Linked DNA regions of Sus scrofa: region 1 is linked to region 2. Evidence: chromatin contacts called from public Hi-C data. All regions are on one chromosome and are shown on one strand. The core of a region is the stretch at or near the end of the contact, and the rest is flanking DNA. Distances in the headings are between cores, read along the strand shown. Region 1 overlaps PTPRM (receptor-type tyrosine-protein phosphatase mu). Region 2 overlaps PTPRM (receptor-type tyrosine-protein phosphatase mu).

What was found. A called contact is a pair of places that touch in the nucleus more often than the background predicts.
Region 1: a Hi-C map of fetal heart ventricle shows a contact between it and region 2, with 2.9 times the contacts expected there. The contact joins two enhancer-like sites. A contact is called at or near these places in 2 of 47 Hi-C or Micro-C datasets (fetal heart ventricle and heart right ventricle).

What each region holds. Positions count from the first base shown.
Region 1 is chr6:99,853,737-99,858,165 of Sscrofa11.1, forward strand. All of the region lies in intron 2 of PTPRM (receptor-type tyrosine-protein phosphatase mu), which reads right to left. Among named protein-coding and RNA genes, the nearest start is that of PTPRM, 240 kb to the right of the region's middle. Within about 2 kb of position 2,320, at least 2 of the 83 cell types and tissues checked have an H3K27ac peak or open chromatin away from gene starts, as enhancers often do.
Region 2 is chr6:99,497,950-99,502,520 of Sscrofa11.1, forward strand. PTPRM (receptor-type tyrosine-protein phosphatase mu) reads right to left here. Exons shown (of 36, transcript XM_021097712.1): 18 at 2,808-2,882; 19 at 2,557-2,583. Among named protein-coding and RNA genes, the nearest start is that of RAB12, 260 kb to the left of the region's middle. Within about 2 kb of position 1,997, at least 4 of the 83 cell types and tissues checked have an H3K27ac peak or open chromatin away from gene starts, as enhancers often do.

The DNA of each region.
Region 1 (4,429 bases), core at 1,070-3,569, 360 kb after region 2:
AGATCATACAGAGCAGCTCGCAGGACCACAGGAGAGCACTGTAGTGAAATGGGTAGACAGACCAATGGGGCCACATCACACTCTAAATGATGCCACCTTGCTCAGCAGGCACCTGGGTGCCCAGGATTCCATCGAAAACTAGGAGCAGCGAGGTGGTTGGAGCATCACCATGACACCAGACGCATGTAAATGGCAGCAGGGATTATGCTTCCAGAAGGAGTGTTGTCAGGATTAAATGAGCTAATTGACAAAAAGCTTTTAGTACAATGCCTGGCTCATAGTAAGCACCCAGAATATCTTATTAGACATTTTTCCAGAAAAATGTAAGCTTCAAGACATAGGGTTTTCTTTGTTTTTGTTTTAATCTGTTCTTCTCACTGCCATCTCCTCATGCAGCTGTAGCCAAGAAATGTTTCGGGGATGAAGGAATCCTGGGGGGAGAAGAAAGATGTAAAACACCTGGTCTGGGGGTGCAGGGCCCTGTGCCCACCCAGGGGCCGGAGGGCCAGGCTCCCACGTGGGAGGAAATGGAAGAAGTAATCTCTGGTTGTGAGCCAGCACCGTGGAGATTAGGGCCTCCCAACCACCCAGGAAGCCTCGTAAGTAAGTTAGTCATTCGCACCCAAGCCCCAGATGTCCAAATCCACACTTTCTTCTCTTCTTTCTCCCGTTCCTGCTCCCCCTCTATCCTCACACACCTCAAACCCCTGGCTCTAAAGGACCTACATTGTTCCCTTACTGCTTTTTTCCCTTGGTGCCCCTAGGCCAAAAGAAATACCTCACCAATCTGTTGATTACAATCTAGACAACGGAACAGTAGTCCTTTGCACAGTGTCCGCTGTGTTTCCCTTAAAAATGAAAATAATCCCACAATACTCCATAAATTTCTTCCACTGCTCCAGGGTGCCCTGGCACACAGTTTGGGAACCAGGGCCTCTCTCTCTTAGTGATAAATGGCAACTAAATTAGGAATGCTGTGTAGTTCTGCCTCCTGGCTCTGAGCCCTTCCTCCCAACAACTTCCTCCGTTAACGGCTGGACAGAGACCTTGGTCTCCGCTGCACAGACAGCCGCCCCGTGGGAAATGATGGTAAGCCTTACACCAGCCTGAGCAGAAGACCTGTATCTCCATGTCCTTAAAACAGACAGACAGACATGTTTAAGCCTTTGGCATAGGTCCAGGAAGGAAAACAGGTCTGGAAAGCATAGTGATGATCCCTGGCTCTGGGCCAGACCATTCACCTGGAAGCAGGTGTCCACCTGCTCTAAGTCGGCCTGGACAAAGCACTTGGGGCCACAAGGGCTTTCTCCCCTCGCCACGCCCCAGAAGAGAGTCGTATGTGAAGTGATGTCTTGTTTTATCATAAATGGCAAGGCAGAATTTTAACCTTAGTAACTGGACAGGGATCTACAAGTACCACTCAATTTTAAAAAACATTACTGAAGTATAGTTAATTTACAATATTGTGTTAGTTTCAAGTGTATAGCAAAGTGATTCAGTTATATTTATATATATATATATGTATGTATAACTTTTTCAGATTCAGATTCTTTTCTATGATAGGTTATTACAGGATACCGAGTAGAGTTCCCTGTGCTATACGGTAGGTCCCTGTTGGTTACCTCTTTTATATTTGCTAGGGTATACATGGTAATCCCAAACTCCTAAGTTATCCCCCTCCCTCATTTATAACTGAATTTTTAAATGTTTAAAATATCATTTTATTAATTTTTGTATTGCTATAGATAATTGGAAAAAGTTTGTAAGATACAATAGATCAGGTTGAGGGCAGTGCTTGAGCCTTACATGGATTCATAGTTCCTCTGCAAGGCCCGCAGGGGTCTTTGTGTTACTGATTTTAATGCACCTCGCTAGTCTAGATAGGACTAGTCTTACTACTAACTAAAAGGAAAGTAAAAAAAAAAAAAATGAGAAAAAGAGAGAAGAAAACCCTGAAAATTATGGTGAAAACAATGAGCAATAAAAAAATTTTTTTTTTCAATTTTCAAGAATCTCTTTTTTCAAAGACGGTCACCTTAGGATGTGGACTCTCTGCTTCTTGGGACAGTAACCCAAGAAAGCTATTCACTGGACATTGTTAAATCCCCTTTGCTCTTATTTTTGTGTTATTCCGGGGAAAGAGCTTTTTGAATCTGTCTGCAATAGACATTGATCTTAAATGTTGAGGACATGACTATGATGGAGCCCCCAAGATTACCTGCTTGAAATCAGCACTTTCAAGGCCTCCCTGGACCCCAGAGTATCTGCCCCAGAAGCCTTGCTGCCTTCCCACAAAAATGCCCCCCATGAGGACTCGAGTTTGCACCTGGCCAGACTGCTGATCCTCTGTGGGCCAAGGTACTTTTACATAAATTTCAAACCGCTCATGGAGAAGCAATAATACCCAGATCTAGCCAAGGAAATTAATAATGTCTTCTTTACTCTCTGAACTACTTTTCACCCCAAGTCTCTTTAAAAACAAAAACAAAAACCAAACAAAAAACCCTCAGCTTGTTTAGAAGAACCAGTGTAGTTATCTGGAATATTCTCTAGAAATAAAGTTATATCTTTCCCTGACAACGTGAGTTGAAAGCTCCTTCCAAAGAGGATTCTGGCCAAGACAAAAGCAAACTAATTTCACCCTGGGGGAAGGAGCAGATAATCTGTAAAATCCCTAGGCCAATCTGGGCCAAGGGTGGAAGGTTAAGGACAAACAAGGTTTTCCACGTGACCATCTCCATGGCAGAGGATTCCTGTCTGGCAGGAAGCCTTTTTCATCCTTAAGTGCTGGAATAGAAAGGGTTGCATCCTTGGTACCTACTGGCCTCCCTGTAACTCATTCCCAGCCAAGACCAGCAGTGAAATTAACACTGCCCAGAGGTGCGTGTGACGGCTGCTGGGACCTGTGCCCAAATTCCACCACTTCTGAGAATCACATGGTGCAAAGACAAGTCCAAGTTTATAGTGTGACCCCAATTATCCTACTGGAGACGGTCCTATCCATCACACTGGGACAGGACAACAGGAGGGCCAAAGTGCATCCTTAGGATGGTATGTGTCATTTCATGGAATAGATATGACCACAGCAGAGAAAGCATTTTGTAAATGGAATCATTGAAAATCCTTCACAAAGCTAGCAGTCCTCTTATTATAATAAAAGCCATGTTTCTATCTTATCCATTGTATAAGTTTAGGCTTATATGGCAGTCAACTGTATATTACTATAAAAGAGCCCCAATTACCAATATATGGTCCCAAATGGTATCTAAGACTCTTGTACATATCCACCCCCATGCAAAAAGTGCACTGTCTCTGAAAGTCACAAAACTTCAAATAAATTATGTACAGAAGTCATATGTCATATTTTGTATTTCACATAATATATATATACATATATTTTAGGAGCTACTGCTGTGTACTTCCTACATATCAAATTTACCTAGATTATCACTGTAATCTATTGACCTGGACTTATTCTAGCAATAAATAATTATCACCTATAAGAAAGGAGACTAACTAGAAAAAACACAAGACCTTCTTTTCCCAAAGAGATGCATTTCAAATAAAATGTCGGTCTCCATGGTAAAATATTATCTGTTAATCCTTTATCTACTTATGTTGTTTGGATCAATTTTGTGCTGCTGATAATTGTAATGACATGCATTCCAGAAAAATTTGATTTTAAAACACAAAACTTTGTGGTCATGGGAAATAGTAAATGAAAGAAATAGTAAAAAAATTTAAAAAGTACTCAGGTAAGTGTTTATTTTAGATGTAGAGAAACAAAATAGGGTGATGCATGAATATGTTAGAGAAGCAAACACAGGACAGAAAATAATAGAAAATGGGGAAAGTGGAATGAAAATACGACACCAAGAAGAAAGAGGGGATATAAAATTTCTAGATCTTAAAGAACTTTCTCATGATTTAAAGTGAAAATAATGGGCCTGAAATTACTTTGGTATTCAGATTCCAGATGACATATTTATTATATTTATATTATTTTTTCATTATATTATTGTTATAGAATAATTATTCATCTTATATCAAAATGTCAATATTTATAGTTTACTGGTAATTACATCCTTAACACACATTGAGACTTATGAAAAACTCTGCATTCAATTTATAAGTGCATGAGGGGAGCACATGATGGTTTTTAAAAATTCTAGTTTGAAGATAACTGGACTGAAGCATCTCTATGTCAACCCTTTGCCATGTTAATGCTGAGACTCCAGTTTCTCAGGACAAGCACATCAGGTAAATGGTCCTTAACCAACAGAACACCATGTCCTCTCTTATTCCAGTGGCATCTTCCAAAGGCAATGTTAGTCCAGTTATAGACTCTTTGGGGAAAAGGATCCATTTCCAAAATCTGAAAAGCACTGCAAAGGGAATTCTGCTTGCCACCTTTACCATCAGGAACAAA
Region 2 (4,571 bases), core at 747-3,246:
GATAAAATATATCATTTGTCATTAACATCTTATATTTGTTAAAAATTACCCACCGACAATTTTTAAATTAAAAATTATGCCTAAGAAGAAATCAGTAATAAAGCCTCTCACTAACAGTCCTATGGTTTTCTAAGAACTGAGAATTCATTCCACCTACATTCTTTAATAGATTATCCTGAATTTTCAACAAACCAGTTGAAAAATCTTGAAGTGAATGCTGTTTTTGATGTTAAGCAGGTCCTGCCTAGCTATCCAACTATCCATCTAATTATCTAATTTTTTTTGGAAAGAAAATGATATAAAGGCACACTGAAGAAGCTTTATAATTAGGCCTGGGCACCTTGGCACGTGAGAATAAGAGGCTCCAGAGGATTAAATTGTGCCAAGCTCTGAGTCACAACAAAACATGTCTTTTTTTTTTTTTTCTTTTTATAGGGGCCACACCTGTGGCATCTGGAAGTTCCCAGGCTAGGGTTAGAATCGGAGCTACAGCTGCCAGCCTACACAGCCATGCAGGATCCAAGCCTCGTCTGCAACCTACACTACAGTTCGTGGCAACACTAGATCCTTAACACACTGAGCCAGGGATCAAACCCACGTCCTCATGGATCCTAGTCAGGTTTGTTAACTTCTGAGCTATGAAGGGAACTCCCCAAACATGTCTTTTTGCCTTGGTATAAATTATAAAATCACTATTTCCAAAAAATGCCAGAGCAGATGTGTAGCTTATCTTCTTTGCCTTGTTTCAAGTGATAACCTATATGACATGTAGATTCACCTTTGCACCAAGTAACATGGAAGGCATAGTTCCCGAGCACCGCCACTGGTCACGTGGGTATGTTGGTACCCACTCAACACGGTCCTGGTTATTTGTTGATCTGGCTGACTTATTTTTCACAATGCGCATCATTTTTGCTATGTGAATTGTCTGTTCAATGATGCTCTCTCTGTAAAGAAGCCTAACCAACTTTAAAAGATGTCATTAGTGTTCCTAAGAACAAAGCCTTGACTTTAAAAGATGGTATTTGTTTAATAAGCTTATCTAAATCCTGCTGTGAAATCTGAACATTTTCTTCCCTCTGACAATGCACATCTCAGCCCTCCCCACTCACAGCTCCCCCAAGGTCAGAACATCCACTAGAGGAATTACGGAATGAGTGCCAGGCACACAAAGAAATCACAAATCTTCGCCTTTCAAGAGAGTCTGCAAATGTCATCTGTATGTAGATTGCATTGTTCGGGTGCCTGAGATTAGCCTGTGCCCCTCACTTAGGAAAAAGATAAAAAAACAGCTTTCGTTCCTTTACAGTTGGTATTAAAAGGTGGTAGCTTTAGTGGGGTTTGTTTATTAGTCTTCAAAATGACACAAATTCAAAAATTCGGGTTTAGGTTCATTCTTCAACTTCTGTCTTCGTTCATTTTTTTTTTTTTTTTTTTTTTGTCTCCGGCAAGAAAATTGCTTAATTAAGCCCAGAAAACACCATAAAAGAGAAAAAAAAATCACCCTCAATAACGAAAATCGTAACAACTTAGAGAAAAGAGAAGCACAGGGGGAAAATTATGTTGCAGAGATATAAATCCTTGTAAAGAGAACTGGGAAACAGGAGTTGCAGGACTCAGGATGCAGCCTGGGCTGGGCTGGGTCCTGACACAGCCCGACGTCATTGGTGCTTCGCCGATTTTGGCGAGGTTAGAAGGAGAACACAGCCAGGATGAGTTAACGGGGCGTCTCAAAGGCAAGAGCAGCTCATGCTGGTTTGGCTCCGCCACGGCCAGGCAACAACCTTTCTCCTCACCCTTCTTATATCTGGACCCAGCGCCTCCCCCCCCCCGCCCCCGCTGGGACTATTTCCTACTGTCACTGCATTCTGCCCCACTGGGCTAACATATTATGTCACTTCCAGTGACATGTGACACATAATAAACCATGTGATTATAAAGTGTCACCTTGTCATTTTGCTGTTGAGAACATCGGCTCCTTTGAAATTCCACTGGGTGACAGACACTTTGGAGCGCTGGGCGTGCCCTGCGTGGCTCCGAGGAGGGGGAGGGAGGCTAAAACTTGACTGGGATCATTTTTTCTGCACACCACTGGGCATAATTAGAAAAATGCTATTTTCGAAACGGCAAGTTTTTAGTGCTTAGAAGTAAGTGAAAATAATAAGAAGCTATTTTCACTTTTATGACTGTCGCATTGGACAGAATTCCGCTCTTGCAAGTACACAGCTGACATTCTGTATTTTTCCTTGGGATCGAACCTGATTTTACATTCTGAACCTAGAAAGGAAGAGCGTCAGAGCCGGGATAGTTCATCGGAACCTTTTGGTATCATTCCCAACACACATGCGACCAGCCCTTCTTAGCAATGGAGACTGCTTGGAGAAAGTCTTTTTATTACCTATCCCCACCCCCCCACCCCTCCAGACCATCCACCACCCCCGTGTCCTGGTTACAATCCCTGCATCAACAGAATTAAAACTCCCGACTCCTACAGAGTGGCCACTGACTCTCTAAATTACTCCTGTAATCAACTGTGATAAAGGGAAATGTTCTCACCTAAAATTGCAGTTGGCACAAATGGGTCTGTCATACATCATAAGCAGGTCAATGCAGAGAAAGTAAAAAGAGAAAGAACAGTAAATGACTGATGAAAGGCCCCCCCAATTTTCCCGTAGAAAGCCATAGAAAAGCATCGGGTTACAACACATCAAACACATTAAGCTTCTAAAGCATCTTGGACACGAGCACTGGTTGATTCTGACTGCTAAGGGGTTATGAAGAGGTGAAACAACGGAAAAATCTGTTACCTGGGTAATAGGAATTAGGCACCGATGTGCTCAGGGTGTTTGTCTTCATTGTAAAGGACGATGGTGAAGACACAGCTGTAAATAAGGGAAAGGCGAGTTAGCAGGAGTAGCGAGGCAACGTCTGAAAATTTGGTCCTGCTCCCCAGGACATCACAGTGGGCTAGGCTGTTGAGCACAGACACAGTGAAGATCCAGCCAAGTCGACGTGGTAAACGCTATCCCTCGCCACTCTCTCTGGGGAGTTACTTGTACTTGAGAAAACACACCCTTTTATCTCTTAAAAGATTTCCTGGCGTTCCTGTTGTGGCTCAGTGGAAACAAATATGACTAGCATCCATGAGGACGCAGGTTCGCTCCCTGGCCTCTCTCGGTGGGATAAGGATCTGGTGTTGCCGTGAGCTGAGGTGTAGGTCGCAGATGCAGCTCGGATGCTGTGTGGCTGTGGCTGTGGCGTAGGCCAGCGACTATAGCTCTGATTGGACCCCTAGCCTGGGAACCCCCATATGCCACAGGATCGGCCATAAAAAGACAAAAAAAAAAAAAAAAAAGACCTCCTGACCCACAAATGAAGGAAGAACCCATAACCACAGCCACCATTTTGGATAGAGAAATTCATGAGACATCCTTTTTGATTTCTAGCCTTTGCTTGTAGAATTCTACTATCATGCTGATTTTTTACAACTAAGAGTAGGAGACTCTGTCCACACACAGCTTTTGGAGAATATTCCGAACATCAGTATTTTTACAGTTTGCTACATCCTCACCTCCCTAGTTTGGATTGTCAGCTTTTCAGATGCTGGGGTCTGTTTTATGAAAATTAAAGATAATGCTTCAGGTGTGCTATTGGTTTGGGGGGAGGGCTGGAAGTTCCTGGGCCAGGGATCAAACCCCAGCCACAGCAGTGACCCAAGCCACAGCAGTGCCAACGCTGGATCCTTAATCGCTAGGCCACCGGGAACTCCCGATGTGTGCTATTTTTAAGGTGAAAGCTGCATGCCTACGTCTTGTTCTAGTCCTTTAAATCTTAGTAAAAATGCTTATTTTTCTTTGAAATCTTCCTCTGAAACATTCAAGAATTAACTCTTGCACCTTCTCTTCCCCCTCGGTTATTAAGAGGTAAAGTCAATCCAATTCAATTTATCTGATTCCATTGAAAGGGTGTGTGTCCTATTTTTAAAGTAAACTCTCTTCAACATCTTAATTGATTAGTGCTTTCAAAACACTTTAATTTCATTAAAGCATAAGGATAAATGATTTGAATGTACTCGGATGCTCAAGTTGGTGGATGTAAGGTTAAAATTTCATTCCTCTGATATAGTTACACCATTTATTTGAGACTGTGTTTCTGCTCAGGACACTAATACCCATTTACATCAATGTTTTATGGGAAGCACTACCAAATCCCCATGGTCACCCTGTTATCTTTATTCTGATGCCATCCTAATATATTTTCACTCTTACGGAGCAGTTCCCGTCAGACCACGATTTTACCTGTGTTTATTTTATCTATCTATCTATCTATCTATCTATATTTTTATGGCTCCACCTGTGGCATATGGAAGCTCTCAGGCTAGGGGTCAAATTGGAGCTACAGCTTAGGCCACGGCCACAGCCACACCAGATCCTTAACCCACTGGACAAGGCCAGGGATCGAATCCACATTTTCACAGTGACTATGTCAGGTCTATAACCCACTGAGCCACAACGAACACCCCCTGTGTTTATATTTTTAAAGTGTAGAATAAGAAAATGGCAGAACCAGAA